Regions from separate parts of the Mus musculus genome. Here region 2 is linked to region 1. The links are chromatin contacts, called in public promoter capture Hi-C maps. All regions are on one chromosome and are shown on one strand. Each heading gives the region's core, a stretch centred on a gene start, on an enhancer-like site or on the middle of the called end of the contact. The rest is flanking DNA. Distances are from core to core; before and after follow the strand shown. Region 1 holds the start of Eloa (elongin A). Region 2 holds the start of Tcea3 (transcription elongation factor A (SII), 3).

The links. Promoter capture Hi-C pulls out the DNA fragments that hold promoters and counts their contacts.
Region 2: a contact with region 1 is called in a promoter capture Hi-C map of embryonic stem cells, with 2.7 times the contacts expected there. The contact joins the promoter of Tcea3 here to the promoter of Eloa in region 1. A contact is called at or near these places in 1 of 39 promoter capture datasets (embryonic stem cells), 1 of 115 datasets of contacts at active chromatin or transcription factors (pancreatic cancer cells) and 3 of 9 other capture datasets (adipose tissue, liver and macrophages).

Annotation. Positions count from the first base shown.
Region 1 is chr4:136,019,134-136,024,733 of GRCm38.p6, forward strand. It overlaps Eloa (elongin A), which reads right to left and starts at 2,516. Exons shown (of 11, transcript NM_013736.4): 1 at 2,418-2,516. The coding sequence starts at 2,492.
Region 2 is chr4:136,246,202-136,251,090 of GRCm38.p6, forward strand. It overlaps Tcea3 (transcription elongation factor A (SII), 3), which reads left to right and starts at 1,756. Exons shown (of 11, transcript NM_011542.2): 1 at 1,756-1,916. The coding sequence starts at 1,848. It overlaps Asap3 (ArfGAP with SH3 domain, ankyrin repeat and PH domain 3), which reads left to right. Exons shown (of 25, transcript NM_001008232.2): 25 at 1-372.

The sequences.
Region 1 (5,600 bases), core at 1,266-3,765:
GTACAGACTGGCAAAGTGAGTATTGCCTGTGGCCTACCTTTGGTCTAGCAGACACAATGAAAACTCTTGAGATGTTCAAGCTGATTTAGCCCAATATAAGAGAAAAAGACTTCACCATCCCCAGTTTTCAGTCAGTGACTTCCAAGAATGAAGCAACAACAAGCAGAGAGGACTATGGATATCCTCAAGTAGATGGAAACCAGCGCTGTCAACCCAACGTAGCCCAGCAAAAACTGGTAGCAGATGACAGAAATAACAAAAGTTTACACAGTCCCATACATAGGAATCTTGGGTTCTCCACTTCCAGTCTTAGAGCTAACCAGTTCCCAGCAGTGACCCCCTCATTCTCCACCTACCACCAATCTATGGGCTTCATAGTTTTTACACTCAAAACCTGATAAAGGACTGCTAACTTTATCTGTCATGAAAATTGTTTCCAATCCAGTGATAGGAGCAAAAGCTAAGTCATCTCCCAGTAAGGTCTCTAACAAGTGAGCCTAGAGGCTAGATGAAGGCAGAGTGAATACATAGTTAATTTACACTTAAAACACCAAAATCCAATAGCAGGAATCCCAAAAACACAGGTGTGGAATCAGCCTTTTGGCTAATAATGGTCTGGAAGCAAGATTTGGTTGCAAATTCAATACTGCTCTATAATCATCTTGCCACTTCACAAACCTGTGAGAGCTTGCTATGTTAAAAGGAGGTTGGAAAGCCAGCGTGCAGGCTTGCAATTTTCTCTTTGCAGTCAGCGTGTTTCTGAATATCAACGTTTCAGGTCCTTTGCACAGGGGTCTCTCAACAGTTTCCTCACCTCTCTCTTCACAACACATTCAGTTCTCCCTCCCCAGTGGGTACAGAAGCCAAGAGCTCACATAGCTGCTACTGAAATACATCCCCAGCCCCAAGGTAATTTTCTCTCTGGGAAATGAAAAGCCAAATTAGGGCTGTCAGAGGTAGAGGCCTTGCCTACTAGTGTTAGCATATGAGTCCCTGCCAATAACACCAAACACAACAACAACAAAAACCACCAAACACCCTTTTAAATAATTATTAGGAGTTTAAGAAAATTTACTTAACCTTTTTCTAACTTGACATTTCATGCACAAATAGACCATTCCAAAATTTAAATTCTAATGGGGGAAAAAAACCCTACAGATATTATATTACATGGAGGATTTTTATTTTTTTTAACCTGATGGCAGAAACAACAAAATGAGGGTGGTTACTTTAAGGTCAGTCACAAATCTTATAGTGTTCAGAAAGACAATCTGGGACTTGGAAATAATGACCATTTATTAGATGCCCACAAAGGGTTATTGTAAAAAGAACTTGTAAATATGTCTGACCAAAGGTCCCCAAGGCCTCCAAAGAAAGTAAAACACAAGACAATTGAAACATTTACGTTTTCGCTGACTTATAACAACAGCTTCTGAAGAAGTGTATCTCTGAGCTAAAGGAGGGTAGTTAAAAAGTGGCCCGGAGGTTGAGAGGTAGTGACCCAACTAGGAACAAGAAGAGTGAATGGGGTCCCTGACTGGAAATTCTGATGGTGATTAACACTTATAAAGAGCACTTGGGTCTAGCTGGTATTTCAGGAAGAAACTAGAGAAGGGACAGGTCGAGCAGAGAACTCCTCCAAAGTCCCGAGCTGGTGCTGGCTAGGAACCTAGATTGCATGTGTAAGTCCGCTCGCTGTCTCCCTCCACCACTTCCTCTTCCACTCAGCTCGCTGGACACTTCACCTTTTAGGAACCTCAGGCCCAGGCTAGAATGCTGACAAGCCATGTCACACCCTTTGGTGTTTTCGGCTAGAGACTACAGTGAAAACGATTCTAATTCCCACCATACCCTCTTCGTAGAGCTCAGAGAAGCCTAGACACCCGGGGGACCGCGAGGGGATACAATGTATTTAAAAAGTAACAGTTTCTAAAAAGGAGCAACAAAGTAGTTAAGTGCAATTAAACATGGTTGCTCATCACAGCCTGGTCCCACCTTCCAGTATGTCAGAGCGGAGTTAACACGCTCACGCCCTCATCCAGGACCCGAGCTCCAGGAGCAGAGCTCGAAAAACCCCAAGGCGTTCCCCGTTTTCTCGGCTAAAGGGCAGGGTACAGCACAGGGGTCCTCGAGCCGCAGGACCCCCAAGCAGCGGACGGAGTCGCTCGGCTGCAACGGGGAAACAGCTGGCGCGGCTGCCCGAACCCCGGGGAGAGCCGCAAGGCCCGGCCGCCCCTCCAGTCCTCAGCCCCCAGCCGGGGTGCGCCCGCCGGCCGCGAACTCCCCACTGCCCCGCGCCGCTCCGTGGGGCCTGGCTCCGGGTCGGAGGAGAACCCCACTGCGCCCTGCCCGCGACCGTTACAGGGCCCGCGCCGCGCCCAACGCCCGCCCGCGCCGCCCGCCCGCCCGCCGCTCACCTTCTTGGGGTCCGGGTTCGCAGCCAGGCGCGCCTGGAGCTTCTCCACAACTTGGAGCGCCGACTCCGCCGCCATCGCTGTCACTGGCGCGGCCTCCTCGCCGGAACTGGGCTCGCGTCGCGTCCTCGGGCCGCAACTCCGCCCTCCGTGAGGGCCCGGCGGAGACGGAAGCGCGAATGGTCCCTTCCGGGCCTCCGCTGGGGGTGTGTGTATGTGTGGAAGGCCTCAGGACCCGCCCCCGCGCCAGACCACGCCCACTATATCACGGCGATCTGTCGAATACAGCACAGGTCACGCCCCCGACACGCCCAACCCAGAGCCACGCAACCAGCCACGCCCCCAAGCCTGTATTCTGCAAGCCAAACTCTGGCTTTAACTCTCACGCACCGCCTTTCCAGTCATACGCTCGTTTTCGCCTAAGGGTGGGTGGAGTCAGTGATCAGGGTCCGACGCGGCTCCAGGGACCCTTGGAGTGGAAGGAAAGAACTGACTCAGGTAAATTATCTGACTTCCACCTGCAAGCTGTGACACACCCTCGCAATAAAAGAAATCGTGTAATTTTAAAGTAACTTAACGGTATTGTAATTTTGGGAAAGCAATCCAGGCTGTCTGGTTTCAAGGCAATTTGAAACACTAGAAATAAAAATAATAACACATTATTAACCACCTTGTCTGCAAAATCAGAGAGCAGCCCCTTTTATTAGACTGTTCATGTGACATTCTTTTCTTTTCTTTCTTTCTTTCCTTTCTTTCTTTCTCTCTTTCTTTTTATTTCTTTTCTCAAAAAGGATTTCTATGTGTAGCCTTGGAGGTCCTGGAACTCACTCTGTAGACGAAGCTAGCCTTAAACTCACAGAGATCCACCTGCCTCTACGTCCTAAGGGCCAGGATTAAAGTTGTATGCCACCACCACCTGGCTCCATTTAAAAATAAATTAAATCATAATGAATAAAAAGTCATAATATATTAAAAACCAAACTGAACTACATGAGATTCTGTCAGAAAAGAGCCGCTGGGCGTGGTGGTGCACGCCTTTAATCCCAGCACTCGGGAGGTAGAGGCAGGAGGATTTCTGAGTTCAAGGCCAGCCTGGTCTACAAAGTGAATTCCAGGACAGCCAGGGCTATACAGAGAAACCCTGTCTCGAAAAACCAAAAAAGAAAAAAAGAAAAGAAAAGAGCCAGGCAGTGGTGATGCATGCCTTTAATCCCAGCACTTGGGAGGCAGAGGCAGGTGGATTTCTGAGTTCAAGGCCAGCCTGGTCTACAGAGGGAGTTCCAGGACAACCAGAGTTACACAGAGAAACCCTGTCTCAAAAAACCTGTATATCCCTGGCTGTCCTGGAACTCACTTTGTAGACCAGGCTGGCCTTGAACTCAGAAATCCACCTGCCTCTGCCTCCCAAGTGCTGGGATTAAAGGTGAATGCCAAAAATAAATCTTTTAAATAAGAAAGAATAAATGTTGAGGCATTGTCTCAGTAGGTAGCCTTGGCTACCCTGGAACTAGTTATATAGCCTGAGCTATATAGCCTTGGCCTGCCTCCAATTCACAACAATCCACCTGCCTCCGCCTCCGCCTCCGCCTCCGCCTCCGCCTCCGCCTCCGCCTCCGCCTCGGAGTGCTTGGATTAAACCAATTGACATCCAGGCCAAAAACCATCCCCCTAAAAATAAAACTTTATAAACATAGAGTCCAGAGAGATGGCTCAGTGGCTAAAGAGCTTACCAGATAATTGGCTGATGGCTGAATTTTATCCTTGGGACCATCCTAAAGGTGGGAGGAGAGAATTGGCTATCCTCTGACCTCTGCACACTCATCCTGGCATTCTGGCACATATGAATCTCTCTCTCTCTCTCTCTCTCTCTCTCTCTCTCTCTCTCTCTCACACACACACACACACACACACACACACACATTAAATGGAATATAAGAAAAGAAGGGAAACAAGAAAGGAATGAAGAAAGAAAGGAGACAAGTGCTGTCGTGGTGGTGCACGCCTGTAATCCCAACACTCGGGAGGCAGAGGCAGGCAGATTTCTGAGTTCGAGGCCAGCCTGGTCTACAGAGTGAATTCCAGGACAGCCAGGGCTATACAGAGAAACCCTGTGTCGGAAAGAAAGAAAGGAAGAAAGAAAGAAAGGAAGGAAGGAAGGAAGAAAGAAAGAAAGAAAGAAAGAAAGAAAGAAAGAAAGAAAGAAAGAGAGAGAGGAAGGAAGAAGACAAACTGTCTAGTTAAGAAGGAATACTGAATTCTCTTCTCCTGGAAAACAGCATACAAAGTCCTCCAGTTGAACATGTTTGTTTTGCTTAACTGTGGCCACAGTTCTCCTCACAGGTTCAGGTTTCTAAACTGACTACATCTCTCAGTGTTTCACGAGTGGATATATACTTAGGGATTACACCTTCCCCCACACCTCAAAGCTACTCTGAAGCTGTGGTGCACCAGCATTTAATCCCAGCATTCAGAAGGTAGAGTCAGGCAGATCTCTGAGTTTGAGATCAGTCTAGTCAACATAAGGAGTTCCAGGACAGCCAGGACTACATAAAAAGACCCTGTCTCAAATAGATGGATAGATAGATAGATAGATAGATAGATAGATAGATAGATAGATAGATAGATAGACAGACAGACAGATAGAAGCTTTGGCTCACTGATACAATGTTTGCTTAGCTTGTAGGAAGTCCTGACTGCCATCTCCTTTCCTTACACAAAGAATAACAAAATAACTGAGTACTTTCAAATGTCCTGCATTTATATACATTGTATCCAGTAGTAGCCTGCAAGCTTCCTTTAGCTATTTATCTTGCTTATTTTGGTTGTCTTTTCATTCTTTGAGCTCAGAGAGTGTCTCTGTGCTCTGTAGCTGATAGATGCTCGATGGCTAAGTTGATGGTCACAGGGATGGCTCAGCAGGTCAACCTGCTTGCAGGGAATGTCTGGCAGAAGCAGACTGAGGCTGGCTGAGTGTGTCTTCCTGGTGGCACAGCTCTGTGCTATGCCGTTCATCTCTCCCTCCCAGCATGTCCTGAAGAATCTTAAGGATGGGGCATCCCTCTCAGCATCCCAAGACTTGGGAAGGTAAAAGAAGGACCTTCAATTTGGTAAAGGAAAAAACCAAATGGAAAACTGAGTGATGATTTTAATCCCAGCACTCATGTGGCAGGGGCCAGTCTGGATTAC
Region 2 (4,889 bases), core at 506-3,005, 230 kb after region 1:
ACACACACACAAGCATAAAAGACGCTGGCACAGCTGCACACATCTGTAATTCCAGCATTCTGGGGACTGAGGCAGGGCCATAGTGAGTTAGCAAATACCTTTGCGCTGTCCCTTTGAGAGTAAAGAATGGGGTGTTTACCACCGATGGTGAAACCCCTCTGAGGGTATCAGTTCCCTGTCTGCCCCCCCCCCCCAAAGCTCACAGGGAAATAAGACAGTTGTGTGCATCTTTGTGTGCAGGTGACCTCTCTCTTGGACAGGTGGGCAGAAGGGATACAATGGGTACCAGCAAATGCTGGCTGTACCGAGGAGGCGGCCTCCCACTTCCTGAGATTGACTCTTCTATTTGCATAATAAAGTCTGACGCGTTTTCTTAGGGTCCTTCAAGCTTCTTTTGGCCAAGAGGCCTCCCAGAAGCTCCACTGAAGAAAAACCTGGCTTTGGCCACATGGTGTTAAGGCCCCGCCCTTCCGGACCCATCCCGGACCTCTCCACAACACTCCGCTATAGCCAAGGACTTTTCAGCTCCTCCCCCGGCCACCTCCTCACCTCCCCACCCCCTGCTGACATGTCAGTGATCCCCAAGCTTTGTTCTCTGAGTGCTCCAGGAGAGCCGTCTGGCTCAGGACGCTAGAAATACCTGGAACACAGTAGGAGCTCAGTAAATAGAATAACCGCTTGCGGCCTGACCGACTACACAGACCTCCCCCTCCCCCAAACTTCCATTCTGCCTTTTGAGGCAATAAATTTCACTTCTTGGGACGGGGATGAGGCCCCAGCTGGGCCTTACACTTGCCCTCTCTCCCTCCTCTCCCCACCCCAGCTGTGAGGAATACAGTCCTCTTTAATGGTTATTCTGCCCAGCCTGCCGCCCCTGAGATTTTTCTTGCTAGTTGACTGGATACCGTTTGTCGAATGAAAAAAAAAAAAAAACAAAAAACAAAAAACCTTGACCGTCATCACACTGCAGCAGTTGGGAGACAGGTGTCCACAACAGGCTCCAGACTTGTTTCTCTGAGGTTATCTCAGAAAGTTCCTTCACACACTGTGAGCCCTCTTCTGCCCCGCTTCAAATCAGAGACCCTCGCAGAAAGGTCATTTTCTGTCAGGAGGGGAACTAGGTCTTCAGCGAATTCTTGGAATTACCGCTCGCGAGCCGAGAGTGGGAGGCAGAGTTATTCCCTCCACCCCAAATTACTCTTCCAAGCCCACCCCCTGTGTACCGGAATCACCCAAAACTTAGTCTTTCGGAGCGTGGTCCCGATACCCCTTTGAGAGGTTGTTAGAAAAAATAAAGACTGGCCGGCAAAGGGCTCTGAGTATACCTCGCGAGTACGTGTACGGCACAGGCCTTGGGCGCACCAAGGAGCCTACCTAAGTTAGGGCAGAGCTGACGTCAAAATCTGCACCAAGATGCGATGAATTCACCAACTTTCCCAGCTTGGGCATAGCTCCCTCTGGGAGCGCAGTGATGCTGAGACCCGGCAGCTCTGTACTTCCCACTGCTATGCTGACACTCATCACCCCCGAACCCTCATGCTCGAATCTCCCTGGAGCCTGGGGCACCCCTAGGAGAGTTGGAAGAGAAGAGCCCCTTCTTCCAGATTGGTCCTCCCCTCCCACTTACACACCCCCTGAGGCACGACCCGCCAGGCTCAGGCAATCTTTGCCCGGGCAGTCCTTGAAGTCTATATTTAGTGCCCGCCACCCCTCCCCCCAGCGATGGGAGGGGCGCGCCCCGCCCCCTCCCGGCTCGAGTGTCCGGTGTGTTTGCGGCCCTTGCGGCTCGCGCCTTGGCGCCCGCTGCTGCCCTGCGCCCCTAACCCCGCCGTGCGTTGTGGACCAACATGGGCCTGGAAGAGGAGCTGTTGAGGATCGCCAAAAAGCTGGAGAAGATGGTGTCCCGGAAGAAGACGGTGAGGCTGCAGAGTTTGCAACGCAGCCCCCGGGCCACGGAGGCAAGACTCCCCCAGCTATGGGCTTGGTGGGCGTGCCGGCCCTGTGCCCGAAGGGAGCGCGCGGGTCAGGGGACACGGGACTGGGGAGGAGTTGCCCGGCAGGGGGTCCCCCGGCTACTTGCTGGCCACTTTAGGATGGGCATGTGCATGGCCAGGTCTGGAGGGGATCGTACAGAGTCCCCTAAGGCGCGCGACTGTTGCAAGTCACTGTGGACGGGTTGGGTGCGCTCCTGGGCAGCTTGCGCGGAGCAGAGAAAGAGCAAGGAGAGACACAAACCCAGGGGAGGACATTTAGGAGTCTGGGGGTTCGGGATGTGCGCTAGGCCCGGGGAGCTGCAGGCGCAGCGAGAACTGGAGGGGCACGTTTTGGGTGACTTCAAAAAGGATCGGAGAACTTCGGGCTGAGAAGGGGGCGCCGAGCCTCGTTTGCACACCCCAGGAGACCCGAGCGAAGGGCGGTGACTGAAGTGCCAGGAGTTCTGTTTGCAACTTTTTCCTTGGCCGCGGGATGGGGCCCTGGCGGGCGGAGGTGAACAGGTGCGGGGCGGGGGAAGGAAAAGATGGGGCCTGGGCTGGCCCAGAGGGGGAGGTGCACGAAGGAGAACTGTGGCGGGAGGTGGGGGTCCGCAGCCCTGGTCGCCCGAGGGTCCCTGAGCCCTCAGTCCGGGTAGCACCGAGCTGGATCCAAATGGAAAGTTAATGTTTGATCTACCTAGCGATCTTTGCCTCAGGCTGGAAGCTGGCGACTGTGCCAATTCTAGAGGGGCGTGGACTGAAAGGGAGAAGACCAGGGACCCTGTGAATGAGGCCCTCCATGCTGACTTGCCGCGGGGTCCTTTTCTTCTACATAGTTTCTAGCAACGAGTTGCACCAGGACCTGCATTGCCAGGACATTCCAGGAAAATTGGAAAACTCTGGGGCCCAAAGAGAGGTTTCAGACCCGGGATGAGTGACAGGCTGGAGCAGCCAAGGAGTGTTAGGCTTCCTGAAATTGTTACCTGGTAACAATGAGAGAGATGGTGGTGTTGGTAAAATGGTGAGAGGCTGAGGCTGCGGTTTCTTTGTCTGTAAGAGGATGGATTGCCTGGGGGAAGAACATGGGGGCGGGGAGGCAGTAGGGAGAGTTGAGAGTGAGTGAGATAGGACTGGAGGTGACGTTAAAAGATGCCTCCACCCGTCACCTGCCGAGCTTCGGCGGCACTTTCCTTTGGCTCCCAGCCCCGACTGCGAGACTGCGCTGCGCTAGGCTTCCCCCAATGTCGCCAGAAAAACCTAAACTCAAGTCACAGGACATTCTTCCAACTAAGAACCCCAAACTACATGGTATTTCGGGTAGACAGATTGTCTAAGCCTAACCCCCTTGCTCACCCCAGATTTGGGCCAGTAAAGGAAGCCTGGGCTTTGGGCTGAGAAGGATTTGGGAGTAGGAGGAGGCGCTAAGGAAGACAGCCAGGTTGAGAAGATTAAGGGGACTGCTCTGGCTTCCCTCTTAATCCGTTTACACTCCTAGGCTAGCTATTCTACTCTCCTCTGGACCTCAGTTTCCTCTTCTGTGAAATGGGAAGAGGAAATAGGGCCTCTTGGGAGTGGGCATCCCAAGTAGTGCCAGGACAGTCTTCAGGAAAGCCGAATGGTTGGCCACAGGATCCTTACAGGGCACAACTGTGTAGAGTCACAATTGTGTCTGGAGTCTGCGCCTGGGCTCTAGCAGGGTTTGTGTAGGCACAGAGCTCTGGACTTCTGCCTGAGAAAGGCGGGCCTGGACCGAGAGTGAAAGTGGGCCTGCCCAGTGGTGGTTAGTCCAAGAAGGCATACTTCCTGCAATAAGACAGATCCTCCACGTAGCAGCGCAGGGCTGGAATTTGTTTATTCAGTGACTTGGGGCTGTGTCAGATACTGTAAGCATGCACCGGCTAAACCGCTTGCAGGAGACAAACACACACCAGCTAAGTGCACACTAATGACACATCAACAGAGCCACACACTGCTATCTAGCAAGCAACTTCTATTTGACGGCATGTGGGCTGTGGCTCCTGACACTAACAGAACAGGCATGACGCACATGCTCTGACAGTTTCGGTTAAAGCAGGTAGATACCCCACCACCACCACCAAAGCCGATAGCACGATAGCACGGCTTCCCTGGGAAATGCAAAGCCAACAGGCTAGTTTATAGTTTCAGACATCATCGCTTGGGAACAAACAGACACAGAGGGTCCTGAGCTGCGTCCTCACTTCTCCACACTGGCACCAGAGAGTGTCTTTGCCACACAGTGAGAGAAGCACACGTAACAAGATTGGCACACGGCTTTATGAGCCCACCATCTTCAGCACAGGCTCACGGGTGCTACATTCCAGTTATTCAAAGACGTGTACCCGGTGGTGAACTGCAAATGATTTCATGCTGACTATGGAATTTTCAGGATTTTAGGGAACTGTTAAACACAGACTTTAAAAACAAAAACGTCAGTTTGCTTATAGTTAAAAAGGACTCTTTGCACAGGGTCTCCCCTGCCAGTTCTGTCCCACTACTATCAGGGGTCAGTAAGATGGCTCAGTGGGTAAAAGTGCTTGCAATTAAACTGAATTTAGAACCTGTGGTGCACTGGGCAGTGGTGGCACACGCCTTTAATCCCAGCACCTGGGAGGCAGAGGCAGGCGGATCTCTGTGAGTTCAAGACCAACCTGGTTTACAGAGCAAGTTCCAAGGAGAGACAGGGCCACACAGAGAAATCCTGTTTTGAAAACCCAATCTAGGGTGGGTGGATATGGGGGACTTTTGGTATAGCATTGGAAATGTAAATGAGCTAAATACCTAATAAAAAATGGAAAAAAAAAAAAAAAAACACGGGGGGAAAAAAAAAAAAAGAAAACCCAATCTAAACCAAACCAAACCAAACCAAACTGTGGTGAAAGGAGACACCTGACTCCC